Regions from separate parts of the Mus musculus genome. Here all the other regions are linked to region 2. A link is a contact called in public HiChIP or PLAC-seq and promoter capture Hi-C data. All regions are on one chromosome and are shown on one strand. Each heading gives the region's core, a stretch centred on a gene start, on an enhancer-like site or on the middle of the called end of the contact. The rest is flanking DNA. Distances are from core to core; before and after follow the strand shown. Region 1 holds the start of Prkd1 (protein kinase D1). Region 2 holds the start of Foxg1 (forkhead box G1). Region 3 overlaps Prkd1 (protein kinase D1). Region 4 has its middle 74 kb from the start of Gm34745. Region 5 overlaps Prkd1 (protein kinase D1). Region 6 holds the start of Scfd1 (Sec1 family domain containing 1).

What was found. Promoter capture Hi-C pulls out the DNA fragments that hold promoters and counts their contacts. HiChIP or PLAC-seq counts read pairs in DNA pulled down with a chosen protein or histone mark.
Region 1: a promoter capture Hi-C map of embryonic stem cells shows a contact between it and region 2, with 9 times the contacts expected there. The contact joins the promoter of Prkd1 here to the promoter of Foxg1 in region 2. A contact is called at or near these places in 11 of 39 promoter capture datasets (the 3T3-L1 cell line, cranial neural crest, embryonic stem cells and 6 more), 13 of 484 Hi-C or Micro-C datasets (adipose-derived mesenchymal stem cells, cerebral cortex, embryonic fibroblasts and 4 more), 13 of 115 datasets of contacts at active chromatin or transcription factors (VIP interneurons, astrocytes, embryonic forebrain and 7 more) and 2 of 9 other capture datasets (embryonic stem cells and pancreatic islet).
Region 3: a contact with region 2 is called in an H3K27ac HiChIP or PLAC-seq map of the NIH/3T3 cell line, with 8 times the contacts expected there. The contact joins the enhancer-like site here to the promoter of Foxg1 in region 2. A contact is called at or near these places in 2 of 39 promoter capture datasets (embryonic stem cells and hippocampal neurons), 1 of 15 datasets of contacts at CTCF or cohesin (the NIH/3T3 cell line), 6 of 484 Hi-C or Micro-C datasets (cerebral cortex, embryonic fibroblasts, forebrain and 3 more), 4 of 115 datasets of contacts at active chromatin or transcription factors (the NIH/3T3 cell line, astrocytes, embryonic forebrain and 1 more) and 2 of 9 other capture datasets (adipose tissue and liver).
Region 4: an H3K27ac HiChIP or PLAC-seq map of oligodendrocyte precursor cells shows a contact between it and region 2, with 56 times the contacts expected there. The contact joins the enhancer-like site here to the promoter of Foxg1 in region 2. A contact is called at or near these places in 5 of 39 promoter capture datasets (3T3-L1-derived adipocytes, cranial neural crest, hippocampal neurons and 2 more), 7 of 115 datasets of contacts at active chromatin or transcription factors (VIP interneurons, embryonic forebrain, embryonic hindbrain and 4 more) and 2 of 9 other capture datasets (adipose tissue and liver).
Region 5: an H3K27ac HiChIP or PLAC-seq map of the NIH/3T3 cell line shows a contact between it and region 2, with 6 times the contacts expected there. The contact joins the enhancer-like site here to the promoter of Foxg1 in region 2. A contact is called at or near these places in 5 of 39 promoter capture datasets (the 3T3-L1 cell line, cranial neural crest, hippocampal neurons and 2 more), 1 of 484 Hi-C or Micro-C datasets (adipose-derived mesenchymal stem cells), 6 of 115 datasets of contacts at active chromatin or transcription factors (the NIH/3T3 cell line, VIP interneurons, embryonic forebrain and 3 more) and 1 of 9 other capture datasets (adipose tissue).
Region 6: an H3K27ac HiChIP or PLAC-seq map of SST interneurons shows a contact between it and region 2, with 7 times the contacts expected there. The contact joins the promoter of Scfd1 here to the promoter of Foxg1 in region 2. A contact is called at or near these places in 7 of 39 promoter capture datasets (cranial neural crest, frontonasal cranial neural crest, hippocampal neurons and 3 more), 3 of 484 Hi-C or Micro-C datasets (cerebral cortex, cortical neurons and reprogramming fibroblasts) and 6 of 115 datasets of contacts at active chromatin or transcription factors (SST interneurons, VIP interneurons, embryonic forebrain and 3 more).

The regions. Positions count from the first base shown.
Region 1 is chr12:50,647,427-50,652,373 of GRCm38.p6, reverse strand. It overlaps Prkd1 (protein kinase D1), which reads left to right and starts at 3,125. Exons shown (of 19, transcript NM_008858.4): 1 at 3,125-3,658. The coding sequence starts at 3,401.
Region 2 is chr12:49,381,653-49,386,537 of GRCm38.p6, reverse strand. It overlaps Foxg1 (forkhead box G1), which reads right to left and starts at 3,531. Exons shown (of 2, transcript NM_008241.2): 1 at 3,152-3,531; 2 at 1-2,237. The coding sequence starts at 2,052. The coding sequence ends at 607. Gm34304 (predicted gene, 34304) reads left to right here and starts at 4,710. Exons shown (of 2, transcript NR_168648.1): 1 at 4,710-4,721.
Region 3 is chr12:50,542,647-50,547,168 of GRCm38.p6, reverse strand. The region is part of intron 1 of Prkd1 (protein kinase D1); the gene reads left to right. Among named protein-coding and RNA genes, the nearest start is that of Prkd1, 100 kb to the left of the region's middle. Within about 2 kb of position 2,133, at least 78 of the 459 cell types and tissues checked have an H3K27ac peak or open chromatin away from gene starts, as enhancers often do. A contact at or near this core is called in the NIH/3T3 cell line, adipose tissue, astrocytes and 6 more, where this site is marked.
Region 4 is chr12:51,080,338-51,085,126 of GRCm38.p6, reverse strand. No RefSeq gene overlaps it. Among named protein-coding and RNA genes, the nearest start is that of Gm34745, 74 kb to the left of the region's middle. Within about 2 kb of position 3,101, at least 7 of the 459 cell types and tissues checked have an H3K27ac peak or open chromatin away from gene starts, as enhancers often do. A contact at or near this core is called in oligodendrocyte precursor cells, where this site is marked.
Region 5 is chr12:50,513,263-50,517,957 of GRCm38.p6, reverse strand. All of the region lies in intron 1 of Prkd1 (protein kinase D1), which reads left to right. Among named protein-coding and RNA genes, the nearest start is that of Prkd1, 130 kb to the left of the region's middle. Within about 2 kb of position 3,242, at least 19 of the 459 cell types and tissues checked have an H3K27ac peak or open chromatin away from gene starts, as enhancers often do. A contact at or near this core is called in the NIH/3T3 cell line and adipose-derived mesenchymal stem cells, where this site is marked.
Region 6 is chr12:51,375,616-51,380,725 of GRCm38.p6, reverse strand. It overlaps Scfd1 (Sec1 family domain containing 1), which reads right to left and starts at 3,213. Exons shown (of 25, transcript NM_029825.3): 1 at 3,090-3,213. The coding sequence starts at 3,141. It overlaps G2e3 (G2/M-phase specific E3 ubiquitin ligase), which reads right to left. Exons shown (of 15, transcript NM_001015099.2): 15 at 3,740-5,110.

The DNA of each region.
Region 1 (4,947 bases), core at 1,876-4,375, 1.3 Mb before region 2:
GGGGCTGGTGAGATGGCTCAGTGGGTAAGAGCACCCGACTGCTCTTCTGAAGGTCTGGAGTTCAAATCCCAGCAACCACATGGTGGCTCACAATCACTCATGAGATCTGAGGCCCTCTTCAGGTGCTGTCTGAAGACAGCTACAGTGTACTTACTTAATTATAATTAATAATAATAATAAAAAAAGACTCAGTCATTAATTTTAGTCACAACTTATTTCTTAAGTACTCTTTTGTTTTCCAAGGGTAAAATATCTAGAAGGGCTTGAAATCACTAATGCCCTCCCAAATCCTCCATGTGTTTTGCTCATTATTTTGTAGTCAAAAGAGAAATATACCAGGTTCCTTAGATATATCCATTCATTCCTTTGCCATTCAGCAAAAGTTAGTACCAGTTCGCAGCCTTCCAGTCTTCACATGCCTACCATAACAATTTCCACACTCACTGGGTGTGGCACATGGCTGAAATCCCAGCTCCAGCTCCAGCTCCGGTGAGGAGGAAACAGGACCATAGCCCATTGAGGTCATCTTTGCCTACAGAGTGAGATGCTGTCTCAATCCAGCTCCCCATAGGAAAGAAACTTGGAACTGTCAACTCTGTGTGTATGTGAGTGTGTGTGTTTGAGTGTGAGTGTGTGTGAGTGAGTGTGTGTGTGTGAGTGTGTGTGAGTGTGTGTGTGAGTGTGTGTGTGAGTGTGTGTGTGAGTGTGTGTGTGTATGTGTGTGAGAGGGTGTGTGTGAGAGAGAGAGAGAGAGAGAGAGAGAGAGAGAGAGAGAGTGTGTGTGTGTGAGGTTCTGCTGGCTATAGAGTTCAAGCTGCTTTAAGTTTTGTTGTGTCTTTGTGTTGCTTCCTTTTTTTTTTTCTTCATCTAGTAATGGCTTAGGTTCTTTAAAATAATTTCAATTTCTTGGTCTGTTTCTGTCTTTTGCTTCCTTTTCAACTATTTCCAGCACCCTACAAGAATCTTTCACATCATGGATACAGCATAAGGAGTTATTCACAGATTTTTCTTCCAAAGTGGTTCACCCGTGTTTTTCTCTCTCTCTCTCTCATAAAATTGATGAGTATGTGAAGTTGTTCTGAGAAACCTTGTCTAGCTTTGAATTGACCTCCAATGTAGTCTTGACCCACTTCTGTTCCTTGAATATGGGGCTCATAATTCCTGTTCTGGTTATTACCATTTGACTGTTTAGTGTCATTTCAAACGAAATGCTTAGAGAATGAATCGTCCTTCTCCCCAACCTGCTTCTTTTCTGTTTTCTGTCTCAATTATTAGCAGCAGAGAATCACACACATTTCTCAAAAAACCATAGAGTCCTTGGTGACACTTCTATTTCCCTACCATTGGAGAATCTGCGTAAACAGCAGGGTCTCCATCCTGCCTCCACATTAAGAACTCTAGCCTCTTGTTTCTCAGCACCTCCACTACCATCATGATGATCCTGTAGAGGGAGGGGCAACAGCTAGGGTCCCTAACCTACTGCCCCTGCTTTTATTCCTTTCGCTTGCGATTTGCTTCCTGCATAACAGTCAAAGAATGTTCCTTCAAAACATGTTAATCACATCTACTGGCTTGTTGAAATCCTCCCAGTGGTTCAGTGGTGCATTGAGAATAAACCACAAACAATTTAGCACAGCTTTGAAGAACTGGTTCCTATTTGCCCTCCAGCCTCATTTCTTCTGTGCCTTAAGCAAGTGCAGTAAGCCCTCTCTTGGGGTCTTTTGCATGCTATATGACTTGAAGACCATTACCTAAGCTTGTCTTAAGACCAGTCCTTCCCATCAACCAGTCCTTGGCTCAAATGGAAACACCCCAGGAAAGATTTGTTTTCTTCACTGGTCAAAGTGTTGAGCCTCATGTTCTTGATCATGGTTACTGCTGTTAACCACTGTGTTACTGTTATTTATGGCAATTGTTGCTGTCAGAACTAACTTCATTTACTGTCTTACTTTTATATTTTCAATGTAATCAGTTATGGCAAGAACATAGTCTGACTTCATAAGTGGATAGCTAGTGCCCGCAGACTCTGGGACAGAAGTCCTGTGTTCAGAGCTATGATAGCTAGAAAGCACAGATGGCTTAGGTAAAACTAGTTCCTTTAAAGCAGTCTGTAAACTTAGGAACGACACCCCTATCCAGTCTACTCAAATAGTCGTTTGTACCATTAATTTAGAGAGTTTTCTAGAATAGTGAATTGACTATATGTAGGTGGGAATTTCAAGATTCCATTACTGACATACAACACAACTCTGTAGAAAACCACATCTCAATGTTCTGGTCCAGAAGAGAACCATTAATCAAAAACAGACAAACAAGCAAACCAACCAAAACAAAACAAAATTAACACACTGCAAACGAAAATATGCAAAAATGGTTTGTGTGCTTGTGCATGTAAGAGGACACATTGGGGAAACTAAAGTGAGAAGAAGCGCTGCCAAGATGGAGCCTGTTCAGAATTTACTAAGAATTATCAGAAGGCCTCTGATAACAATCATTGCAGCCTGTTAAACCAAATAGGGTCCCTGTACATCTACAGATGCAAAGAACCCATCCCGATAGAAAGGACAGAAATATAGTCAGGCTCTACTGTCTCTGAAGCACCTCTTTTTGCCCAGCCACCAGTATAATCAGATCAAAATTAGTGCTGTGGGTGTGGGGCTGGAATTGCTCCTAGAAAGCCAGGTTAAGGTTGACAGTTTTGAAGAGGCTGAAACACAGAAGTTCCAAACACAAAACAAAGTAGAAAGCAAGAACCCTATTTAGACCCTTAAGAAGGCGGTGGGTGGAGCAGGTGGGGTTGATGGAAAGGATACAGACTCCGCTATTACAAGAGAGACACGGTTTTAAAGAGGTCAGCTGACTGGCCCTTTAACAAACTCGAGGGCTCCCAGAGGGAGTCCCCCGTTAGGTGGGCTCTACCAGGCTGGCGTTTCCCGGTCCACTCCTGTGCGGGCGCTTGGAAGGGGGTGGTCAGGACTGCCCTGAATGGGCGGGTCCGCGGCTTTAGAGTCCGCCGAGTGGGCTGGGGCGGCTGCTGCGCGCAGGGGGCGGCTCCCCGTCGGGCTCCGGTTCCCCTCGTCGGCTCCGCGGCGCCGCCCTCGCCCCGCCCCGCCCCGCCGGCGCCGGTCGCGCGGACCCGCCGTGGTCCCCGGAGCGGAGCGCGCCGCGGCCGCAGTAGCTGGGCGCCTCCCCCGCGCTGCCGCGCGCCCGCCTGCTCGCCTGCCCGCCCGCCGGCCCCGGCTCCGCTCGGCCATCTTCGCGGCTCCCGCCCTCACCAGCTCCGGTCGCGCGCCCTGTCCCCGCGCGCGGACTTTCCCGGAAAGTTTGGTGGTTCTTCTCCGCCGCCGCAGGCAGCGGCGCCGCGCCCCACGTCCGCCAAACTTTGGGGCTCACTGGCGCGATGAGCGTCCCTCCGCTGCTGCGACCGCCTAGCCCGCTCCTGCCCGCCGCGGCCGCCGTGGCTGCTGCCGCCGCTGCGCTGGTCCCAGGCTCCGGGCCCGCGCCCTTCCCGGCGCCTGGGGCCGCCCCGGCGGGGGGCATCTCGTTCCATCTGCAGATCGGCCTGAGCCGCGAGCCGGTGCTGCTCCTGCAGGACTCCTCTGGCGACTACAGCCTGGCGCATGTCCGGGAGATGGCTTGTTCCATCGTGGACCAGAAGGTAAGGTGCCCCGGGTCCACCAACTTTGCAGCCGACCTCGCCTGCGCCGTACAGCCTGGCTGTGGCCGGACTGCATGCCCTAGCCCCAGGCACTGCTCTGCCTGCCGCGCAGTCTTCCTGGGGGCTGACCTCCTGCTCCTTCTCTGGCACGCCTGCCTTCTCACCTCCTTTACCTCCCTTCTTGCGATGACAGTTCAAGGAATCTTGCACTTTTCTCCTCGCGCTCCGGCGTATTCTTGAGGTTTCCTGGCTGTCCTGACTCTTTTTCCCTGGACCAGAGCCTACCTGGTACCAGATCCGCTTTCCAGCGCCAGAGATCCCTTGGGACAGCCCAGAGCTTTTTCAGCCCCACTCCCTTCCACTACATCCTCTTTCAGCTCTAATTGATGCTGAGGAGTTCCGGGTGTGACCTGGACGCCAGGAATTTCTCACCTGCCAATAGTGCTTTTAAGAAAGGGTGATTGATTAAGCCAGCTGTGAAAACAACCGAGGAGTTGGTACCACTACCCAAGTCCGCCCTGGATTTAGTACTACCACTGTGCGAGCTTAGAAACATTTTCCAACAATAAAACCTGAAATTTACAGCGTTTTTTGGCTTAAATTTCCATGCACTGATCTTGGGAGACTGGAGTAGTGAGAAGGTCTGTGGTTCCAAGAACATCCAGTGCTGGCTTTGCTCTTAAGTTTGAGGCTATGGGACTTTGGATAGTGGTCATCAAAGACTGGCTGGGGAGAGGCCCATAAAGCTGGGCTAGGCCACCCATCATTGTTTCCAGTGCACTTTTGAAGTTAGGTTATCTCCACAGCCATCCAGAAGGATGCTTCATGTAAGGGGGAAGGGCCCTTGGTGCCACTCCTTCACAGTATGGACTGCCAGGGTTCTGGGGGAGGAGAGAGAGATAGAGGAGTTAGCTAAAGGTGCTGACTTTCAACTCTGGAGGGCTGACTGGCTAGTTCTCACCCTTTAATGAACAGTCAAGAGCGGATTTTCTTAAACTGTTTGGAACAACGTGTCTTACGCTTTTTGAGCGGTGTAAATAGTGGTGCTGAGTACAGAGGTCTAGGGAGTTGCTCTGGGGAAGCACCCACTAATGCAGGAAGTGAAAATTCTAGAGGTCAGACTCAAGTAACAGTGAGTGCCTTGAAGTTTTGTTAATTAAAGGGAGTGATATTTTTTCGTTATATAATTGAACTCTTTGTAGTTCCCTTGAAGTACTGAATCCAGCCGCCCCCTCCCCCAGGATGGTGAATTATGCAAGTATTCTAGGCTCTGACTGCCTCACTGTATA
Region 2 (4,885 bases), core at 2,282-4,781:
TTGCCAACTAAACAACCTTCCTTTTTCGTTTGTTTGTTTACTTGTTTTAATACTTAGTATACCAAGTGCATTTGCTAGAATCCAATCTTTGGTCTAAAAGTAAACAAAAGGAAAGAAACAGTTCTTTAAAGAAAAAGGACAAAACAATAAATGGCCAATATAATTCCTTGGGCACCTTTACTACAAATTCTTAAATACAAATTACAATTTAACATTTTAAAACTCTCTTCATAATTTAGGTTGTTCTCAAGGCCTGCGTCCACCAGATAGCTCCATGATAACTTATAATACTGCACACATGGAAATCTGGCAGCCTGTTGAGATAGACTTGTCAGGTTTGAATGAAATGGCAAAGCAGTCACTATTTAGATACACATTCTACTATAATTTGACGTCCAAACCTTATATTCTACAATGTATTCTCCCACATTGCACCTCGCTGACACTCCACACCGTGTTAGAATAGTAAACAACCCTAAAGACTGAACAAACGTACAGAAATGGGGAGGGGGGGCTTAATAAAAAATACCTGGACTTATTTTTTTAATTATCATTTACAATGCAAATGTGTGTAAAACGTTCACTTACAGTCTGGTCCCCCGGATGTTAATGTATTAAAGGGTTGGAAGAAGACCCCTGATTTTGATGTGTGAAATAATCAGACAGTCCCCCGGACAGTCCTGTCGTAAAACTTGGCAAAGAGGGTCTTAAAGACTCACAGGGCAGGGTCGAGGGGGCCTGCGGCGACGTAGAGGAGGACGCGGCCCGGGCGCTCATGGACGTGCTGGTCTGCGAAGTCATTGACGGGTGCGGGACGTGGGGGAAAAAGTAACTGGTCTGGCCCGCGAGCAGGTTGACGGAGCAGGGGTTGAGGGAGTAGGTCCCGGAGCAGGGCACCGACAGGCCGCAGGGCACCGAGGCGGCGAGCGCAGCGGCCGTGAGGTGGTGCGTGGCGTACGGGATCTCCCCGTTGACCAGCCGGTCCACACTCAGCCCGTTGGCGGTGGAGAAGGAGTGGTTGTTGCCCAGCGAGTTTTGAGTCAACACGGAGCTGTAGGGCATGGGGTGGCTGGGGTAGGCCGACGTGGTCCCGTTGTAACTCAAAGTGCTGCTGGCGCGGGGGTGGTGCAGGGACAGGAAGGGCGACATGGGCCAGTAGAGGGAGCCGGCGCGGTCCATGAAGGTGAGGCCGGTGGAGGTGAGGCGCGCCCCGCGCTTAAAGGCCAGCTTGGCCCGAGACGTGGTGGAGCGGCGCCGCAGCTTGCCGGTCGTGCCGCCGATGAACACGTCGTCGCTCGACGGGTCGAGCATCCAGTAGTTGCCCTTGCCCGGGTCGTCGTAGTGGCGCGGTACCTTCACGAAGCACTTGTTGAGGGACAGGTTGTGGCGGATGGAGTTCTGCCAGCCCTGCTTGTTCTCGCGGTAGTAGGGGAAGTTCTTCATGATGAACTCATAGATGCCATTGAGCGTCAGGCGCTTCTCGGGACTCTGCCTGATGGCCATCATGATGAGCGCGTTGTAGCTGAACGGCGGCTTCTCGTACTTGCCGTTCTTCTTGTCGCCCTCCTTGCCCCCCTCCCCGTCCTTGCCGCCCTCGCCCGCCCCTTTCTTCTCCTCCCCCCCGGCGCCCGCGCCCTTCTCCTTCTCGTCCGGCCCGACGGGCGCCAGCTCCGCCGGCCCGCCGCCCGGCTCGCCTTTGGCTCCAAGTGCGTCAGCCTTGGCCCCGTCCAGGGCGGTGGAGGGCGGGAGCAGGAGCGGCTGGGGACCCTTGTCGTCGTCGGCTGCTGGGGCGCCGCGCGCCTGCGGGGGCTGCGGGGCCGGGGGCGGCTGCTGCTGCTGCTGCTGGGGCGGCGGTGGAGGCGGCTGGGGCGCGGGCGGCGGCGGGTGGTGGTGGTGGTGATGATGATGGTGATGCTGGGGGTGGTGGCTGTTGTGGTGGCCGTGGCTCGCGTGGTGGTTGTCGTTCTGGACGGCCTCGGGGACCAGGCTGTTGATGCTGAACGAGGACTTGGGAATCATTTTCACCTCTTTCCTATCTCCCATGTCCAGCATCACCCAGGCGTCGGGGGGCGGCGGCGGCGGCGGCGGCGGCACGGGAGCCGGGCAGCAGCGCGGCGGGCGACCAGCGGGTTCGGAGTGGGGCGCGGGGGGAGCGGGCAGCGGAGGCGGCACTGAGCGCTCCGGCAGCAGCGCAGTTGGACCGCAGGCTCCGGCGCTGGCAAGGCATGTAGCAAAAGCTGCAACCACCCCTCAAGAATTAGAGAGAGAAAGAGAGAGGGAGAGAGAGAGAGAGAGGGAGAGGAGATAGAGAGAGAGAGAGAGAGAGAGAGAGAGAGAGAGAGAGAGAGAGAGAGAGAGAGAGAGGGAGGCTAGAGGCAGAAGCAACCCGTCGCCCGGGGTGCAGCGCCCCGCTCCGTTCCGCGCCCGGCCTCCCCCTCCCCCGCTGCCTCCTCCTCCTCGCGCCGCAGCAGTCACAGCAGCAGCAGCGGCAGCCCGAAGGGGGGGAGAGCCGGGCGGCGGGCGGGCGCGTCCCGGAGCGGCCGCAGCGAGGCTAGGAGACAGCGATCGAGGCAGCTATAGCCACAATTAATTTTCCGAGCTACAGGCGCACACTAGGGCTGTAAAAAAATTTTTGGTTTAACCTTTCCTACTGCCGAACCAATCAGTGCCGCCGGCGTGCAGGAGCGTCTGGCTAGCCGTCGACCAATCGGGGGCCCAGGGCCCGCCCATCCCCGCCCCGCCCCGGCCCCGCCCCCCGCTCACCGCCCCCTCCGGGTGGCGGGGCCCAGGCCTGGAGCCGCGGGGACCGGCGGGAGATCGCCCACCCGGCCAGGATTAGCGTGGGGCGTGCGCCCCGGGCCGCGGCCGCTCGACTGTGGCCTCCTCCCTGTATGGGATTATTTTCCTTTGCGCGTCAATATTTATCCTTATTGATTAAAGTTTGTATCCAATTTTGTCTGGAAGAGCGGGGCGGGGGGCGCGGCGGAGGGGCGAGCTGCGAGGGTGCGGGAGAGGGCGTGAACCCTGGGGACGCGGCGGCCCCGGCAGCGCCCTGGGAGCGAGCGGGCCAGCAAGCTCCGGAGAGCCGGGCATCGGGGGAACGGGGCCTGGAAGGTGGGGCGGGGGCGGCCACGGCCAGGCCGGTACTTACAGCTTCCTGCGGCCCGCGGCGAGCTCGGCTGTGAAGCTGGGCTGAGGGCGGCGAGCGGGGGCGGCTGAGCGGTGGGTGCGTTCTGTGGAGGCCTTCCACGCACGCGGGCGGGCGGGCGGAGAGCTGCCCCGGGCGAGCACAGACCCAAACAGTCCCGAAATAAAGCAGGTAACACGTGTGTTCTCCCTCCGTCTCGCTTCACTCCCAGAGTCGCGCTCACGCGCGGGTGACCCGGTGGCAGTTGTCTCCTCGGGCACTCCACCTCCTCTTCAGCTTCTAGGCAGTACTGGAAGCCGGTAGCCGCGATCGATCATCCTGGAAATATTTTCATTTTGCTTGACATTGAAGAAAATATGAGTGGGCGTCTACTTCCGTTTTTTTTTTTTTTAAATCCTATGTTTGCTCCTTTTTCCCATTTCACAAATACTTTATCTCTTTAAAACCTCAATCTTGAAACACCAGTAGGGCGAAATCAGCTCTTACCCTTCTTGGATGCTGCTGGAATGCTCTGGGGAGCCCAAGGAAGGTGGATTTGACAGTCCTAGCTTCTGGGGTTTGGGGGATGGTTTGGTGGGGAGGTTGAAACGAGTGGGTAGCTTGTAATTCAAGGCCTTTAAAAAGATCGCGGCCAGGGCCAGGGCCAAGGCCCAGCATTTCCCAGGGATTGGAATTTAGTGCGGAGCACACAGATCACAAATCCTCACTGGCTCAAAGCGCGCCACGTTGTAAGCAGAGGCCGTAGCCAGAGAGGAGAGGGAGGTGGAGACACATAGGTCACGAGTATCTTTCCCCTCCTCTTTAAGGTAAAATACTCTACCCATGCCAGCATTCATTTTGATGAGCTCTTAGCTAAATGATCTCTCAGTCTTGATATAAAAAAAAAAAAGGAAGGAGAAAAAACAGGGCCTATGTGTGGTACTAAAATCTACCAGAAACATGCAATACTCAAAATAATAGGGAGTTATTCTGATGTTCTCACCCCCCAAATTTGAAATGGGGCGCAGAAAGAGGGGAGGGAAAGAGAGGGAAACGCTAGCGAAAATTATCCACAATTACAAATAGCTAGCAAATTTTATATCTATTGGAGTGTTGTAAGAGATCTTTGATTATTTGTCCCCAAATATCCTTCCACTGCTTGGATCTCTTCCTACATATCCGCTGACTTTAAAACAAGCTATGCATGACGGAAAAGGCCAGGGTTCTAGCAATCAGCTTTGCAAAACACATTGGTGCCAAAGGTTGATTTCTAGGCTTGGGGTTTCTCACGGAGCCTGGCGACGTGATGAGCTTTGCCAACCTAGCTAGAGAGATCTGTGAGCCTGGGTTGTCTTGTTCATTTCCCTTCCCACTCTTTTCTCCTCCTCAGGCCCATTTTCCCTGGTGGTTCCTCAATGCGCTTGCCTTCCTTCCTCCTCCCCTCTCCCTTCTTCCCCTTTCACTAACCCACCCCTTCTCCCTCCCTCCTTTCCTCTCCCCTTCACTCCTCCACCTACTCCTCCCCATCCCCCAGCCCCCCTTCTCACCACCGCTTATAATGGCTCCCGGGGCTCCCTCAGAGGTGGACGGCCCGGTACGTTTTCGTAGTCGGTCTAGCGTGAAATGATTCGGTGTAACCGGATTCTTGGGAAAGGACAGGTTACGTAAACATTTACTGATGTGGAGTAACTATACTATTTGTACTCTGATATGCAGGAAGGAAAGTGTTGATTAACACAGAAGAAAAAAAAGCGAAAT
Region 3 (4,522 bases), core at 884-3,383, 1.2 Mb before region 2:
CTCACCCCTACCTCCACACTTTTCTACGAGTCCTTTCATAGGGGTCCTCCTCAGAGACCCTTGCCTGCCTGTGGGTTAGGGCTGTGGACCTATGTGTCTCCCTAGTAGGTATATCTCAGACCATGCTGTCTTGGGGGCCGGTAGGTGCAGCAACAGTACAACAGTTAACAAGGGTACCACCCTTTGTTCCCAGTATGGTTTTGCAGCAGGTTAGACACTCAGAAGGTCTTCACTTAATACTGCAGGCCTCCTGGTTCATAAGTAGCTAAGAAAGAATACCATTCAGAAGAAACTGCAGACAAAAAAAAATCTTGGTTTTTAGTACCTTTAATCGTACTTTTTCCCTGCTTTGTTTTGAATAAGAGGCCCTGCAAATTCTGTGGCACTTTCCTTTCGGCATGGCGTTATCTTCAGCAATCATCCTCTATACACAGTGCCCGCTTGTTTTCATTGCATCATCCTATATTTGCCTCAAATCTCAGTGATATAATGAGAAGATATTCAGTGCGACTGTGTGGGGAATAGACCAGCACAAAACCCATAATGATATAAATATGTGGTGGAAAATTACAATAAAACCCTTGCATCTTCCACTTTAATTTTGCCTCAAGGAAATGGCAAAATGCCCAGCTGGCTATAGCCAGTTCCAAATGCTCTGCCAAAACTACTAGCTGGTGAGAGAGATAGTTTGTTGAGCAACCGCATCTTGGTGTCTGGCTGGAGGTTTGGGGATTGAAGTTTCAAAGCTAGAACAGGTGCCTGCCACCTGGAAGCATTTCCTTGAGTACCATGCTAATATCAACACAGTAAGACCTAGTGAGATGTATTCTAAATAACATTGAGAGTGCGAAACATGTGTATATGTATCTGTTGAAATCCAATTATAAGTAGGCCTGAATTACTTTCATTTGGAATTTAAAGAGATATGATTTGTGTCTTGAAACAATGAATGGCTTTTAGTTAAAGGCCTGTGCTAATGGAAAACATTTAGATAAAATTAACAGACTTGAAAATATGCCAACACAGGCTGAAGTCCTAGCATCATCCATTTAGACGGCTTCACCTTAGACCCATGCAGAGTTGCTGAGGGCATGGTGAAAAAATGAGAAGGTTCGATGACCACGTTTCAATATTAGTGCCCAAAAGGTGTCTCTGAAACACGTATTTTCTCGTGGCTCTAGGAAAACATCCAAACACCCGAGTGTCTCTTGCCTCATGAAGGCATTACCTTGTCTTCAGCTGGTGTCTCTCTTTTTCCTGTACTGTCCCATTTGCCTTGGGTACCTGCATATAAGTTGCGCTGGGATCCCCGAAGTTCCCAAGATCAGGTTTTTGTTTCAGGCCCATCTAACAATTTGAACAGCAGCTTCCCAGCACACATCTAAGCAGACCCCTTTGTTTGTCCTTGGCCCTGACCTGCATGTTCCCTGCAGGAAGAGTTCCTTGGCTGCCCTCTGGCACAGACTGCAGAGTTCAGACTGTCCCCTCTCCGTGCGCTTCCTCCTGCAGAGGCCCGAGGGCCAGGGAAAGGAAGCCCCTGAACATGGGATTAATGAGAATGTATTTGCATCTTTCCTTTCCTAGCCTAACCTCCTTCTCCCAAACCTATTGTTAGCTCCCCAAGCAAGAGCAAAATAAACTGATTTGATTGTCACCCTTGCTCCTACTTACTTTGTAAAGTTGCTAATTAGAAGCAAAATGTCCAATCAATCCTGTAGGAAGAAGAAGGAGGCCCAGCAAGGGGCCCCGATAATCTGTAAACTGGGTGATTAATGTGAGAATAATCACGATTCTGTTGTCCTTGAGAGTTTGTGTTTTTTCCTTTTCTTTGTATTGCAGGCAGATAGACTGTGTCCCCAGCAGTTGGTGCCATTTCTTGACTGACTTGGCCTTTCTTTCCTGGTGTTTATTTGCCAGGCTGATTGGTTTTCTTTCCACACGGTCACAAGCATGGCTGGCTGCTGTGACTTTACCTCGGAATCCATTATGATCCCAAAATGTTCCTTCCATTTTCAAATTTTTCCATTCCCTGGCTTGTCCGGCCTGATCCCTTTCCTTTCACCTCCCCATTGCTTAGTCCCCCTCGTTGGCAGTTTGCAGGGCTTACATCACCTACTGGTGAGTCACATTTCCTGTTAATATGCACGGTGCCCCTGTCTCAGAGTCAGAGCCTTTGCTCTGAGGCGGACTGACAGGACAAGCCCTTGCTTCTTCAGTTAGGAACTTAACAACTCTCTGACCTCAGACAAGGGATTTAACTCCCTGGATTCCTCCTTCCTCCACATCCATAGCATGAGGATGATGGTAAAAATCCTACTTAGCAAAGCTTCTTGGGAGAAATTCCTTACTCTGCATATTTTGTTTAGAACAGTGCCCTGCACATGGGAACTGACACCTGGAAACTATTCTTATTCCTTGAGTTTGGTTCAGTTACATGATCACTATTGCCATTCTTCTCTCCACAACATCCATTCCTATTCCAGACGACAGCTAGGATTCTTGGACATTGTCAGACAACAGTACTCTTTGAGCTAAGTCTAGTATTACTGTTTTCTTCTTTCTTAACTCCTACTTTCGTAAACACCCCATCAGCCACTGTGTCGGACTTTTCTTTTTCTTCTGACTAATCTAGTGCAGTTAAATCTTGCTACCTCAGGCATGGTCTGCTGACTAATGACAGACATCACCTAGGGGGTTGTGGGAATCCAGATCAAGGGCCACATCTCAGATTAACTGACTAAGAGTCTGTATTTACATAAAATCTCCAGGTGATTATGAAGCACAGAAGGTCTACAAAGAACATTGTTTTCGCTCCAGTCTGTGTCTGCAGCAATGTAGTTTTGCCCTAGGGAAATGGGAAGAGCCAACCCGAATTCTGTTTTAAAACATGATATCGACTGTTTCTACAAGTGTAGCACTTTAAGCCCTATGAGATTTTTCTGGAAAACTCCCGTTGGCGTTCTCCTGGGTGTAATTGTTATCGATTAACACCATGATTAAAAGTGCAACTCTGGTCTACTGGGAGGTTTAGCTCATTGAAAGTAAAAAAGACACCATCTCATTGATTGGGAGCCCCCAGTCACTCATTCTTACCTTTTCAGAAAACACTTCAGATAAATAGCAATAATCTTAGCAGTGAGAGATTTGTCTCGAGGGATAATCTTTCCAACAATGACTTGCATTGATTAAGTTCATTGCCTTTTAACTGTTCACTTTGTTGCTGTGGCAACTGTTTTAAACATCAGGAGACATTTTCTTAGTTGGGATTCTAAGTGAAGAAAGTAACACAAAGGCACCTTAGGCTTCCTGTACTCCGGGGGCAGCCCTTGCTGAGAAGTTCATGTCTTTGTTGTTCCCTAACTATTGCTTTGCTGAAATAAGGCTCTAGAAAGGAGACGTTGCACACGTTTTCAAGGTAACAGCATACAGAAGAGTTGAGTTGCTTCTGAGATCTTGTTGTCCATGTTAGAAGACAAGAGTCAGGCATATTAGTTGAAGAACTTTCTCTTTGACCTTTCCTAACATGTTTCTAGATAGTTCTCTTGCTTCTGGCATTTGTCTGGTTATTTATGGGTTGCAGGAACATTTTTAACCCCAGGGCAGATGTTAAAAATGATATTTAGAAATGAAAATAATTAATATAAAATGATGTGTGAAAGTTATAAAACAGCAGGTCAGTAATTAAAACACAAAACACCTTTGTGTTCTGAGTGGCTAACCTCCAGCAAGCTTTCCAGGTGCTCTGAGTTCAAGTTGTACTTTCTGTTGCTGTGTTGAGTATCTCAGTTGTTGAAAGACAAGGGGTTATTGGTCTTACAATTCCAAGTTAAAGCCCATCATTTTGGGGAAGTTGGAGCAGAAATTTAAGAAAACAGTCAGATCCATAGTAAAAAGCAGATAAATAGATGAATGGAGCCAGACGTGCTTGCTTGCTTCCTGGCTTTTGGCTAGCTTTCTTTTTTCTTACATTGCTCAGGACAGGACCACATGCCCAAGGAATGGTACTGTCCACAATAGGCTGGGTCTTCCTACCTACATCAATTTATCATTAAAGACTAGCCATTTCAAACATGCTTATATGAACCTGATCCAAGCAATTCTTCATTTAGAATATCTTCCCAAGTAGTCCTAGGTTTGTCAATTTCACAAATAAAATTAACCTGCATATAGGTCTAACCAAGAGACCAGACAATCCTCATGATTGCCCTCTCTTCAAATGTCACATTTACTTCTTCAGAGTTCATCATCAAACTGCTTGTTCCTTTTCAGCATTCTGTGACTGCCTGTTTAGACTATTGCAGTAAGTTCTCTTGACTAGGCACCACTTCAACTATCCATCTTAATAATCTAATTATGCCACTTCAGAGGACCAGAAATAAAACAAAGCAAAAGCAGGAATAGTCTAGTGGCTTCTTCCTATTGCCAGTAAACTTCTAGTTTGGTCATTTAATATCTTTCAAAATTATTATGGTTAACCTTTAATATATTCTTGTATGTTTACTTGGTATGTCATGATATTGTC
Region 4 (4,789 bases), core at 1,852-4,351, 1.7 Mb before region 2:
AGAGAAAGTACCCAAGGAGCTGAAGGGGTCTGCAACCCTATAGGTGGAACAACATTATGAACTAACCAGTACCCCCAGAGCTCGTGTCTCTACCTGCATATGCAGCAAAAGATGGCCTATTCTGCCATCATTGGGAAAAGAGGCCCCTTGGTCTTGCAAACTTTATATGCCCCAGTACAGGAGAACACCAGGGCCAAGAAGTGGGAGTGGGTGGGTAGGGGAGCAGGGGTTGCGGAGGGTATAGTGGACTTTCAGGAAAGCATTTGAAATGTAAATAAAGAAAATACCTAATAAAAATTTGAAAAAAAAAAGAAATTAAACTGCAAATGTCCTCTGATGGATATGCCTTCACATCTGTTATCCTATCTCATGACGCTTTCTGTTTATTGTACTTCTGTGTGTATATGAATGTGTGTGTGTGTGTATGTGTGTGTGTGTGCATGTGTGTGTGCATATGTGTGCAGGTGCATGAGGCCAACCTCAGCTTTTTACCTTGCTTTTGAGAACAAGGTTTACTCAAGGTTTACTGGCTTGGAAGTGAGCTCCAGGGATCCTGCTTCAGTCTCTCCAACAGTGGCATTACAGATGTGTCCAGCTGTTGGTGTGGGTAAAACTCAAGTTCCCAGGCTTGTACAGTGAGTCATCTCCAATCTCCAAATTGATCTTATTTTTGTGAAGGAATATTATGGGCTGTCACGGAGGCCGAAATCTCTATATGCATTATGCTCTTTCCTGCCATAATCTTCCTTGGGGAATCTCTATTTCATGGTTGCCCTTTCTGTTACATGGAATGTATACATCCGATAAAAGATACAACACATTCTGAAATTGAGCACCACTTTCTTTATCTGAACAGGCAAAAACTACATTGAACATCAGCATCTGGCAGACTAAAATGGACCTAAACTGATTAAGGCTTTGAAATCATATTTAATATTTAATACTATATGGTTCAATACAGCTTTGTGGGACAATTATACAAAATGTGTTATCCATGTTACTGTAAGTAACCCCTCTCCCACACTCCAGTAACTAGTTCTGCTAAACTTATTGTTCACTAAGTTGAACTTGGGTGGAATTATTTCCTTGGTCTGTCATAACCCTCTCTCTGTGGTGAATAGAAACAGACTTGCTAAGAAGTCGCACAGTAAGTCCAGGAGCCATGAAATTTGAAGTGATCCCTTGTAAGCAATGTACCTACTGCTATAATCACTACCGTGTAACAGCCACTATTCTATTAGACCTTACAACCTTGTGGGCCAGGAGGCAGGCGATTCTGTTTTGTATGACTTAATTGTCAGTCTTCAGCCTTTGTCTGGTATCTGTTCTGATCTGGACAGCTTTACTCAAGGTAGGCTCAGGTGAGCTCCTTTCTTCTCCACGTAGTCTCAAGACCTTGCCTGTGGTCTAGAAAATGTGGTATGCAGGTGGAGTGGGTACTGCTAGCATTTTATATATCTTATGGGTCTATGCCCAGAAATGGGCTCACCATCACTTCCAGTGAATTGTATTGGTCAGTGCCAGAACCCAACCAGATTCAAAGAGAGAAAACAGAAGTCCCACACTTTGTTTTGTGGGGTGGTTGGGTATGTATGCATGTGTGTGTAGCATGTGTTTGTGCTGCATAGGCACACGTGTGTGGAAGTATGTGAACCCATGTGTGGAAGCCAAAGGAAGATATCAGGCATTCTATCGCTTTCTGCTTATGTCCTTGAGAAAGAGTCTCTTACTAGGCTAACAGTCAGCAAGCCCCATTGATCTTCCCATCTCTCTCTCCATAGGTCTGGAATTACAGGTGTGCACAGGGTGATGCCCAGCATCTTCCTACATGGTTGCTGAGAATCAAAGTCCTCATGCTAGTCATAAAACCTTCTCCTCAGCTCTTAGCTCCCACCTCAAGACAAGACATGACAAAGAATTTGCACAGTCTTTAATCCGCTCTAACCTTTGCCTTCCTTGCTAAGACACAGGAAGAGGGAATGGAAAGGCCAACCTAGGCAGACACTTTGTCTGGTCTGTTTGTGCTTTGAAAATAGCCATAGAGGAGGAGGACTCAGGGACACAGACAAACACAAAGAACACATATCAAACAAGAGATAGAACGTCCAATACAGTGATGTTAGCACTGGGGTCCTAGCCTCTGTGGTTAGGGAAGGCTGAGAAGGTGAGAGGGCTGTGGTCCATTTCCTCAACTTGGAAGGTGGGGCTACCAACACTGGCACTTGAAATGCAGCTGCTGAAGAGAAGCATGGGCACGGGGCTTCGGGAAGGGATTCCTGCCAAAGAGTGGAAGCACCCCAAGCTTTCTCATCCAATGTGAGGAAGGAGAGGGGATAACTGTGCCCACTGCTCTCCTACTAAGAGAGAACAATGGAATCCAGGGATGAATTTCACTCTAGGCCAGTTTGGATCAGAAGATACAATCAAGAAACAGGGGTTGATAATTTAGGTAAAAGATGTTGTCTTGGCAGGAGTAGAGCAAAAAAAAAAAAAAAAAAAAAAAAAAAAAAAAAAAAAAAAAGCATTTCTCAGTTTTCTGATAGAATGTTCATCCTGGCATTGTGGGTTAGGATCTGAACTCTGGGGCTCATACAGTTTGGGATTCAATTCCTTTGGCTTGTGATCTGAGATTTTCTTAGTTGTTCCATCAGCAAAATGGGCCCAGCAGTATTAACAATAACAAATGATGGTAATTAATAAACATTTGATTCATACAGCAGATTCAGGATTAAGTATTTATTACTGTGCTTGATATGAATTAAATGGTCAGTCCATAGAACATGTTCAATAAATGTCATCTTTTATACGTGTTGATATAGTGATAGCCTCTATTCTTATGGCAGCTCACAGGGGCACTGGGAGCCTGAAAAGGGGGGGGGGTTGAAACTCAAGGAAGACTTCTCATTCCTCCAGCTCTGATTCTATCCACTAGGGTATAATGTGATCTATAAACTCTTCTGTCTGTTGACATGCCAGCAAATGATACGTCTCCCTGATCTACTTAGGTTTTCAAGCTTAATGTAAGAGCCAGGTGCTGGAGGCTTGGAGCAAAGAGAAGGCTGGGGGCGGGGGTCTGTGCTGGCCTCAACAAAAGACTGTGCAAGCTAATAAATAAAGCATTCATCCAGAGAGCTTGAGAGCCGGGGCGCCACATTGCGTGCGAATCCAGATCAGTGGCTAAGCTTCCTCCAGCATGAAGTTAATCGTAACTGACATGTTAGAGTAAAACTACTTTATGAAATCAATATTAAATTTACAACCTTTGACATTCTGGGACATGAAAGATAAAGGGAAGCTAAGCCGTGGAATAAACAGTCTTCAAGCTCTGCCAGCTGGTGAAGGAGAAGGATAGGAGCCCAAACTGTACAATGTTAGTCTTGTTGTTGGATGTATGGTCTGACATCAATTAAAAACATTTTTTTTAAAAAAAAACAATCACACAGATGTTTACACACAGACAAGGAAAGGGATCAACAAGAAGAGCTCCAGCAGCCTAACAGATGCTTTAAGAACTTGTTCCAGATTGGAACACCTCCATTCGTTCCCTGCCAGCAAAGCTGGACTTTCCTAGGAGGGATGTGATGGTCATGGGGCAAGCATGACTTTGTGAGACTGGCACTTCTTTGCTGAGGGTCCCGTCCTCTTCAAACAGGTGCCATGCTTTTTGTCCATACCCCATGTGTAATCAGAGCCCAAATACAATGGAACAGCATGGAACTGGTCTCCTCCTAGCGAGAATGTGCTTTTTGGGGTGCCCTCTGGCAGTTACCGATCCTTATCTAGGTAGGGTGAGGGTCTCACTTTTGGAGAGCAGATTTTATTTCTGAGCTGGAGAAGCAGAATTGCTTTCATCCTGCCAGGGGAGTCAGTCTGTGGCGTTCAGCTACCTAGAAGCCCTTCTATGTCTCTTGATCAAAAAAGATTTTGTTCAAAGGATTAGTCAAAGAAACCTGTCCTCTCTGTGGTAGCCTTAGTACCTTCAGTTGATTAGATAAATACAATTTTGTGAATGTGAAGTTAGCAAAACAAACATTTTCTTTTAGTGTCTTCACCTATCACAATTTTAAGGAGGATGGCAACAATTCCATTCGTATACTCCAGTATCCTTCTCCCCTCAGCCCTCTCCTCCGGTGACAATTCCCTGCCTCTGTTGGTTTCTATCTCCCCATCTAATGTCCCCCAAAGGCTGGGTGAGTCTCTCTGCTTGGCAGCCATGTGCAGTCATAGTGTTTTTTTTTTTGGCCTGGGTTTGGGGTGTTTACAAGCGAGATGCATTAGGAGCCGCCTGTGGGTAGCATCCAGTACAATCGTCACCTGCCTCCTGAACTCAAAGTCAAACAGAAATAATAGCTTCCACTCTGAATTTTATCAAAACACAAGCAAGCAGGTCAAAGATATGATGCTCTGTTGAAGTGTTTGATGTACCGGGGGCTTGAGGTGAACTCAGTGAGGAAAACAAAAATCTACTTGAGTATTGTATAAACAGAAAGTGGGAACTCGCCTCAAGAATGTAAAACAATGTATGTTTTGATGAGAATGGGAATTCGGCAAGCTCCTTCTGCATGGGGTTTAGAACACATAATGTGCTTCTTACCATTGTTGGTGAGTGAATGAGTCTCCCACAGAATAGACTCTGAGAAGAAAATAATGCTTGTTTGGAGTTTAATCTGTGTGCTTGGAAGTGCAGTAACTCCACTACTTATGGTTTCCTTTTATATCTTTGTATTGGCATTAAAATGATTTTTTGTGTATCACTATTTTACATATTTATGTATATAGGGGCATATAC
Region 5 (4,695 bases), core at 1,993-4,492, 1.1 Mb before region 2:
TTGTCTAAAGGAGCACTTACACAGCGTTCATTGCTAAAACTTTAAGGCTAAAAGGCGAATGAAGCCGTATTCTGGATGCACAATCAAGCTTTCAGCTCTCATAAATCAGTGGCACTTCTCCATGTGAATGTACTCAGCAATGGAAAGCAAAGGACGTGGACCGACAAGAGGAATGACGTTCATTGCTTAGTGTGCCTTTCACAGTTTGATTTTTGTATTGTAGGATGTTATCTGATGACGATTCCCCACAAATGGACAAGTTACTGTTCATCACTGTGTCACCTAGACTTTTTTGTTGTATTTTTCATCATCTTTATTTTTCCCTTGCCAATCACATACATGTAGATAGTGTGTTTTAGTTATTTTCACCTTTTCTCTCTCATCCCCCTTCCCTTTTCCATGAAATTCTTCTTCCCTTCAATGTGTATGTGTGCATATGTGTGTGTGTATGTATGTGTGCATGTGTGTGCATGTGTGTCCCTGTCCCACTGAGTTTCTTTAAGCTTTGGCTGTACTCGTACAGATAGGTCATTTATTGAACATGGGCTACGTTTCAGTAGATACTCCAAGGATGAGATGGCATCTTACCACTCAGCAACAGGTAACTGTCAATAATTCCAAACAGAATAGTGAGGCTTCCTGCACCTTGCTATTGGCACCCAGGCTGTCAATCCTGGGCAGATACATTGCAGGCAAAGCAGCTGCAGTGATTTCTTGAGTGCAGTGGCTGTGTCATAGCCTGGAGACATCTTTATGTTACATAATACATAACCTCCAGGTATTAAAGGCCATTCTCCTTCCTCTCGTATGATGAACCCTGAGACTTGGAGATGCTGGTATTGATATCCGAGTTAGGACTGAGCTCTTGACTGTCAGTTATTTTTGGCAATTTTAACCAGCTAAGAATCTCTCCATTATCTATGAGATTTTCTCAGGGACTTTGGAAGCAACATTCATATATAACCAATGGATATAAGAAATCAGTTTAATAAGATTTCCATGTAGCAATACACTAATAGTAGGTTTCCCCTCTATTCTCTGTTCTCCCCAGCTACAGGCTCCTAACAGGTATACAGGAAAAGCTATGTTTCCCCTCTGTGAACAGGCCTCCAATCTGATCAGAAATTGGTTGCTTATACAACTATTTTACCAATGAGAACATCGTATCCAGGTCTGTATTTTAGCATGCAGAGTATTGATGGCTTTTCTCCATAAATATGCATATAATCTTCTAGAGCACAGAATCTGACCATCACATAGGAAGTTTCTAGCTTGATTTCTCTGTGTTTTGTATGCAAACACAGCTCATACCATCATGTTCTGGTTGGCAACAAAGAGCCATGGCAATAGCCAATGTTGTATTGGAAGCCTGTGGGGCTTTCCAGACTAAGAACTCATCGGGGTGCATCCCTTGTCTGACACTGAGATTTTCATTTAGTAACGGATGGCTTTTGAGAGAAGCTTTGTCTATCTAAATAGAAAAAAGTCAAAATCAGAAACCTACTTTTAAGTTTATTGATATGTACAATTAAAAAAGAAGTTGAACACCATGTTTTGTTATTTTTCAGCCATATGTACTAAGTTAGTGACCAGGGACCCACAAAGGTGAATTTGGAAAGTGTTCCTTAATACCTATCTGATTGGTGACATTTCAGAAAAGACCAATATAATAAGAACACATGGTTGTAGACTCAGGGTAGACTTGTAAAAATTTGGGTTTATAAAGGATGCTGCCTCCTTTCTCATTCTTTCTTTCCCATGAGAATTAAGCAGCATTCTCTTAGTTTTTATAATTGATAACTGAATTCTGTGACACAGTTCAGAAAGAGAATCCAAGCATCTATACTCCACTTATTGCAATACCCAAAGATAAAAATTTGTGAGGACCCTAAAATTCTAAAACTCTTCAATCATAATTCTGAATGCTGAAGCTATGATATAAAGCCTAAATTCTAGAAAACTGAAATTCCCCTTGAAGCTGAGGCTGTATGAGCTAGAGAGCCAAATTCGGAGTAAGGGGTTCCCGCAGTTATGGGTATGCACAGATAGTTGCCGAGGCACTCCATTCTTCGGGACCTGCATGCACCTGCACTCAGATGCAGCCCAGTGACCTGCTGGAAACTCTGATGCACAAGGCACACCACTGCTCTAGTTATCTTACTATTCATGAAACCATTTGACCTTTAGGTGACTTCAGGGATTTCTTTAGAAAGATGTGGTTTTAACTGATTAAAAATCCCTAGAATTTCACAAGTTGGGCTAAGTCCAACATAGAGCAATTATGCGTTTTTAAAATGGAATTTTTAACACTGCCAAATCAAATTTTCAATTCTCTTATTGGAATCTTCTACCAAACTCATTGGGTCAATGGAAAAAATCCCAACTTTCAGGACTCCTTAAAATTCCTCTTTTCAAGCCTTGGTGGTACCCAGTTCCCATCCTGTTCTCATGGTTTGCCTGTTCAGATGATATCTGTTTTATTCTGTGAAATAGGCCAAATCCTCACACAAGCATTTATAAAATGGCTTACCCTTTCCAGTCATTAATACCATGAATGAACAAGTCAATTGTTGTATTTACAGATCTTATATAGGAACATGTTCTGTACGCCTTTGGCTTAAAATAACAACTAGAGGTCTGTTTGAAATGCAATATCAGTAGCAAACCGAAACACAAGCTGTTTTTTCTTTTCAATTTGGTGGTAAGTATAAATGCCTCTTTACTGTTCCATTCCTAACAAGGACCCTTTACCACTTGGCGTTCATTGTTAGGCTGGCAAAGCTTCTAACATGGCACTCACTCGTCTGAGGCTTAGATGCTCAGCGGGTGTGAATCATTTTTATTCACTGGTTCAGGAAATCGGTGCTCTTTTGTTTATTTGTTTGTTTGTTTTTGTTTGGGGGTTCAAGACTCCTCTCCTTTCTACTCCACTACTATCATTTTCTCTCTTCGGTTTCTTCTCATAGTGTATCATAGTTTTCAAGGTACAGGTTTCAATGTTTTGTGAGAAAACTTTCATCTCTTGAGTTTACTATTTTGGGAATCAGTTCTTTAGACATTTTATGATTTCAACATTTGAGATTATGGTAATTGATATCTGGAATGTATGACTGGCAGCAGGAGAGATGGAAAGATCACCCTTCTGGCAGCTTCCATCCTCTCTGGCTGAAGTACATCAACCTCAGCAGGGGGTTGGTCAGTGTTTAACAGCTGAGCAGTATGAACGTAAGTAATATGAAAGGCATGTAATGTGCCCTTTCCAAGTCACAACAAAAAAATGTAGAGTGCTTCTTCATTGTGCATTCCATGTAACCAATTGCAGCTCGGAATAATTTTGTTCATTTTTTAAACACACACACACACTAATCCCTAATGAGAACAAGGGAGTATAGTTCTAAAATATCTACTGACTGATAGTTTTGTCTGTGTTAAAATGCAGGATGAGTAGGAAACAAAGATGTTGCTGAACATGACTTCTTTGCTACACCGACTGATAGTTCTGGAAGAAAGAACCATTTATGACCTGTATGTTTGTATGCGGCATGTTGTTCACATGACAACGACAGGTTTCAAGGCTACCAAGAGAGGGATCAAAAGTGCAGTCTGTACCCTTCCTAATGCTCCCGTGTGACACAATTCAGGAATAGATGTACAACAGAGTTCCAGATTCTGTTCTCTGTTCAGGGTCAGATTGTCCTCTGTTGTCCTTTTGTTGTAAGAAGGATTTTTTTTCTCTTACTGTAATGTTTTTGTATATTTAATGAGTGAGAGATGGAGTGGTAATTTTATCTATGAAAACGTGAAGTGCCATTTTCCCAAAGAGAAGTGGTATTCCATTGTGGCAACAAATGCTCGTCACCATGGGGAAGGTATCAGTTCATTGGAAAGACACATTTTTCTATGTAATCATGATTATGTCCTGCAGTGTACAACCAGCTCACTCAGCATGGCTGTGTTTGATTTTGAGATACAGTAAACTTAACCGTTCCTAGCACTGCAGATGTGTCTTTATCCATTTGTTTTACTAGAACAAATAGATCCTGCTTGGGGGCTTCCCTCCCCGTATTTATATTTGTTGTAATATTGATGATACCTCTGCAGGACCCTGATCATGAAGTCTGACCTAGTAACCCTTGCTCCAGGCCACAAAGAGAAATAAATAATTCAATTGGTAGTGCAGTAGACTCTGATATTTCCATTTCTTTTATTGTAATCCTAAACCCATTTTTCTAGTATTAATGTTAGTATATTTATGTTGTTTGGATGGTTCACCGTTCTAGTGAGCTCTGCCATCTACATACATATTTTTCTATGATACCCTTATTTGTGGCAGGAAGACATTAATATTGCATTGTGGGTAAAGGCTTAGAGGTTTAAGATTTTCTTTAGCTATTAATTTTGATCTATCACTCTGTCTCATTAAAAGGTGACTTTGATGAAGCTGAATAATCATAAACTATACTGGAAGGCAAGTCTTGTACTACTAACAGCTTTACAGAGAGCCACCTATTTTGAATTAGTGTGGGTAAGGAACCTGACCCACATTGTACTTGCGTGACCCAAAGCAACTTTAGGGAGTGTTTATTTTGGATCACAGTTTGAAGATACCATGCTCTGTTCACTTACTCTTTTTTTCCCCCCTGTTTAGGATGACCACGCAGCTAGTGGTATTCCTATGTGCTTCAATTAACCTTA
Region 6 (5,110 bases), core at 1,964-4,463, 2.0 Mb before region 2:
AATGCTGTGAAAAAAAAAATGGGGCCAGGAAAGGAGAAAAGTAAGGTGAGATATAATTTTAAATAGTGATTAGGAAGGTCTCCGGAGAAATGCACATTTGAGTAAAGGCCTACAGGAAGTGAGGGAGGGAGACACACAAATGACCATGAAAGAACATTCTGCAGGGAGGAAACAAACCGGGTTGCCAGGAGGGTCCGAGTGAGGCGTTTGAGGAAAGGTAACAAAGTAACAAAGTGGTCAAGTTAGGCAGACACTAACTAGCTCATGTGTGAGCTTGGAGATCTGGTCCCCTTGCCATAGTCAAAATAAAAAGCTATTACAAGGTTTCAGACAAATGCATGCCATGCTTAGTATGGGTGCATTCTGTGAATGAATGGGAATAAGGTTGTAAAAGGAACAAAACAGAAAGTTATTGCAGAAATTCAAGGAGACGGGATTGGGGCATAGCAACAGGCACTGGACAGTTTTAGAGTAAAACTGGCATGATTTACTGATAAATCTGAATTGAGTTAAAGAAAGAAAAGAAAAACCACATGGAGATTTGCATGGGGAATTATAAGAAAGAAGCTTTCATTAATGCTATCAAGTGGCCTTGATTTCAGAATAGAGGTCTACACTAGCCATGTAGACCTGGGACTCACCAGCTGTGGTGGCTAGAATGAGAATGGCCCCCACAGACTGAAAGATCTGCCTGCTTGGTCACCAGGGAGTAGCACTATTTGAGAACATTAGGATGTGTGGCCTTATTGGAGGAAGTGTATCACTGGAGGTGGGCTTTGAAGTTTCAAAAAGCCCTTTCCAAGCCCAGACTCTCTCCCTGTTGGCTGCGGATCTGGACAGACAGCTCTCAGCTCCTTCTCTAGCATCAATGTCTACCTGCAGGCCAACACTCTCCCTACCATGATGATGGACTAAACCTTTGAAACTGTAAGCAAACCTCAGTTAAATGCTTTCCTTTATAAGAGTTGTCACGTTCATGATGTCTCTTCATCAGAAGACCAAGACACCAGAATATATAATACTGAAAGCTAAGAGGCCAGATGAAATCACAGCAAGAGATAAAGTAATGAATTTGGGTTGTGTAACACTGAGAGACAAGGGAGACAGACAAGCAAAACCCTCAGTAGTAACAAGAGGAAGCAGCTTGCTCTGACTGCTGAATGGAAGACAGGAAAGAGAAGAAAAGTAACGCAGGAAGCTTTCACAAAGGTGGCATTTGAGGTGACAGAGGTACTACAGGGAGACAAACCAAGAAACAGGCATGCTAGTCAACACCTTTGTACTTTAGTTTCTTCATCTATAAAATGGAGATAACAGAAACTACCTAAACTAATGATAAATTCACAGTGCATTGACTATTGTCTCATCCGTCCAAACTGACTGCAAATTACTTTGCAGCAAAGCATCTCCCACCTAGAATATTAGAGGATTTTTGTTACTAAATATTCTCAACAGAAATCAATGAAATGTTACTCCTACAAAGGATTTTCTTCTGGAAATAAGGCATGATCCATGTATAGTATGAATTTAATAACTGATGCAGCACAAGCTATACAGTAATAATGTGGAATCTTGCTATAATGAAGTTTATTTTCACCAAAAGACAAAACATTTAGTGTTTTACAATGTCCGAATATTAAAGATGTACTGTTGCATAAATTCAACTTTTAAAAGGTTTCCTTTCATCAGGACAGTTTTACTGATGGGTAGTAAAATCCAATTCATTTAGTTTTATTAAGATATTGGACCCAGGCCGGGCAATGGTGGCGCACACCTTTAATCCCAGCACTCGGGAGGCAGAGGCAGGCGGATTTCTGAGTTCGAGGCCAGCCTTGTCTACAGAGTGGGTTCCAGGACAGCCATGGCTACACAGAGAAACACTGTCTCGGAAGAAAAAAATAACAAACAAACAAACAAACAAACAAAGAAAAAGATATTATACCCAAACTTCTAAGAGAACTTGGGCTTCTGTTTGCTTGCAAATAAAATTAATTATCAAGCATTCTCAAATAATATTTGCTTACCATATTTTAAGTTATGCTTTACCGTTTTACTAAATTACCTACTGAGAAATGTAGAACTCAGTATGTTTTCTGTTAAGTATGCTACATTCAAATCTATCTTTTTTTTTTTTTAACACAAGGGAAGGAATCAGGCACAGTTCAAATTCTATTGCTATGTTGTATTGCTTGTAACCAATTGTTTTTCATACAAATAAGCATAGGTTCAAGAGAATTAAAGTTCTTTATCGCTTATGGACGATTTCTATTCTCTTTGGGAGTTACTAGATAAGTAGTATATGTAAGTCAGTTCTGATTTATACATATCACATTATATATGATATACGTATAGGTAATTATTCTGGGGCCAATATACATACATTAAGTTTCTAGAGTTTACTGAAAATAAGGAAAATCAGGTGTATCTCACATGTAAAAAAAAAAAAAAAACTAAACTAAAACCAAGGGAAGAAATATGTATCTTTAAATTTTTACTTTATAAATGGGTGTACAAATATGCTCTACTTAAGATACAACTGTTCTATATTTTAAGATTATTATCTGTGGAACAACTGAAAGAGGACGCTGTTAATTTGATTTGACATTCCGAAGTCTCTTCCAGCTTTATCACCTGGCATTTTCCATCAGCTTCTCCCAAAGGGTCCAAAGATGATGGCATAAAGTAAGGTGCTCGGAAAAGAATACTTAGATTTTGTAATCATGGCTCAAGTGTCAAAAACAGGTTTTTTTAAAAAAAACCCTAAAACTGAAAGTGAAAACCAAACCGACCTGGGAGACTTGAAATACGAACACAAACCTATAGACCTCGTTAAGTGACAAGACAGGAAAGAAAACACCAGCTGCTGGTCCTTGCCCTGATGGCCTTCTAAAACTCGGCAATTAAAAAATAAGTAGCTAGCACTGTAGCAAGCAGCCTGTGGTAAAGGCTGTGAAGCTTACAGGCATCTCTTCCCCACAACCTCAAAACGGAGCAGCTCTCAAAGCTCAACTCCGAGCTGTACGAACAACCCAGAGATGATGACAGGCCGCTGCTGAGGCACACACTGCAGAGAAGGAAATACCGAGTACCTGTTTGCCTCTCCCGAATGCTGGCCGTGGCCGCCATCTTGCTTCCCACCATCCACTGCCCGGCTGGCACTGGGAGCCCGAAGATGACGTGGCCCTACCTCCCGCGCCGGAAGCAGAACCAGGAGGCGGGCTATGGCGGCAGCCGGCCCGCCTCCCCGGTCCCAGCCCTCGCCTTTCCTCACAGACATTGGTGTTTGCAGATTTCCCAGCAGCGTTTCTAACTAATCGGGGCGAACCTCCCGAGGTCGCTACTCTTAAACCGCTTCTCAGGGCATGGGCGTGGTGGAGCGCTTACAATCTAATTGATAGTGCACTTCTCATCAAGTTTAAATCCTCATAAAAATTTACAAGGCCAAATGAGACGCCAGAAATTGCGTTTTCTTGATTTCCATAACAGTAGTGTCCCTTCCCTCTTTCCTCTGGGGGGGGAGGGGGGGGGGAAACTACAAGCGTGGTAATTTATTCCGTTTGATTTCTTCAGGAAAGGGCTTTGGCCTGCTAGGGTATAAAATCACAGAAAAGCCAAATGGCAGAATTTCCTCTCAGTAGTGCAAATTAAAAAAACAAATGATTGTGAGCAGAATCCGGATGATCACAGCCAGGTTTGGTACATTTAGAGCCCTGTGATTATGAAATAAATCTCACATCGACCATTTTCATAATAGATTTTATTAATGTCAAAAATATATACAATGACAACTTATTACCAATCAATGAACCCACCGATGACACTGCATTATGGATTAATTCTCAGGCAGTCAGATTCTGAAATGAAATCATACTTTCAAAAATTTGGCTTTCAAAATTATACAAATAATTTATCTTATTTTTTAAAATCAAGATTGCATTTTTTTTACAATAAAAACACATTTGACAGATGTAGATACCTATTTTTATAAAGTTACAACAGGTTATCTATAACTACCAGTTTGTGCCCTAGGGGAAGTATCTCAATTCTGGTGTCCATGGACTCTTGAGCAGAATGGCTTTCCCACCTTCCAGTGAGTTTAATCTTACTCACCTGAGAATCCCCACTTTTAAGTACAAATTTGTCATTTGACCATTTAAGTTCCATACTAACTCCTTCCAAGACTATAAGGCACATTATCATAAAATACTAAGACATTTATACAGTGTGCATGTTTCTGTCCAATGGTGTAATGTGGGGAGTAAACATAAAGATATATATATTCATTAGAAGAGTAACTATATAGAACAGTCCTGCAAAGCTACGACCAAGAATGATATTAATGTTGATTATAAGAATAAAAATCATGACTTCAGAGTTAGATTTATTGTAGCTGTTTAACTCCAGATTTTTTGGTTTAAATAATTGAACATCAAGGGATAGTTTTATCTTAGAAAATTTGCTAAAAACAGTTTGTTTCTTGAGTTCAAGGAGCTCTCAGACAAGAAGAGTAAAGATTTTGGATCTTACCCACTTTAATAACATCAGCCTCGTAAATGGACTACTTGTTTAAGACAATCCTGGAAATAGGGAAGGGGTTCAGTATGAGGCAAGAAGGGGAGTATGACCAAAGCTCATTACACACATGTATGCATGTGTCGTGACAGCCTGTTTTAAACAATTACATACTAATAAAAAGGAAAAGAAACACATCTGCACTAAAAGACCACCCCATCCTTATTAGATGCCTGACACAGCTAGAGACATGCAAGCAGAGAACACTTCAACTGAGAAAATGGCTCCATGAAACCAGGAAGTAAGCAACCCTGAAAGGCATTTTCTTAATTAGTGGCGAATGGGAAGGGCCCAGCCCGTGTGCAGTGCCACCCTGGACTAGTGGCCTTGGCTTCTGTAAGAAAGCAAATGAGCAAGCCATGGAAAGCAAGGCAGTAGGCAGCAATCACTTTGTATCAACCCCCACCAGCAGACTCCTGCCTTGACTTCCCTCCTTGAGGAACAGTGCTATTCTGCCTTTCTGTCTCAAGATTCCCAACACATTTATTTAGTTTATATGAACACTTCACAACTTCACATTTTAGTGGCATAAAAACAT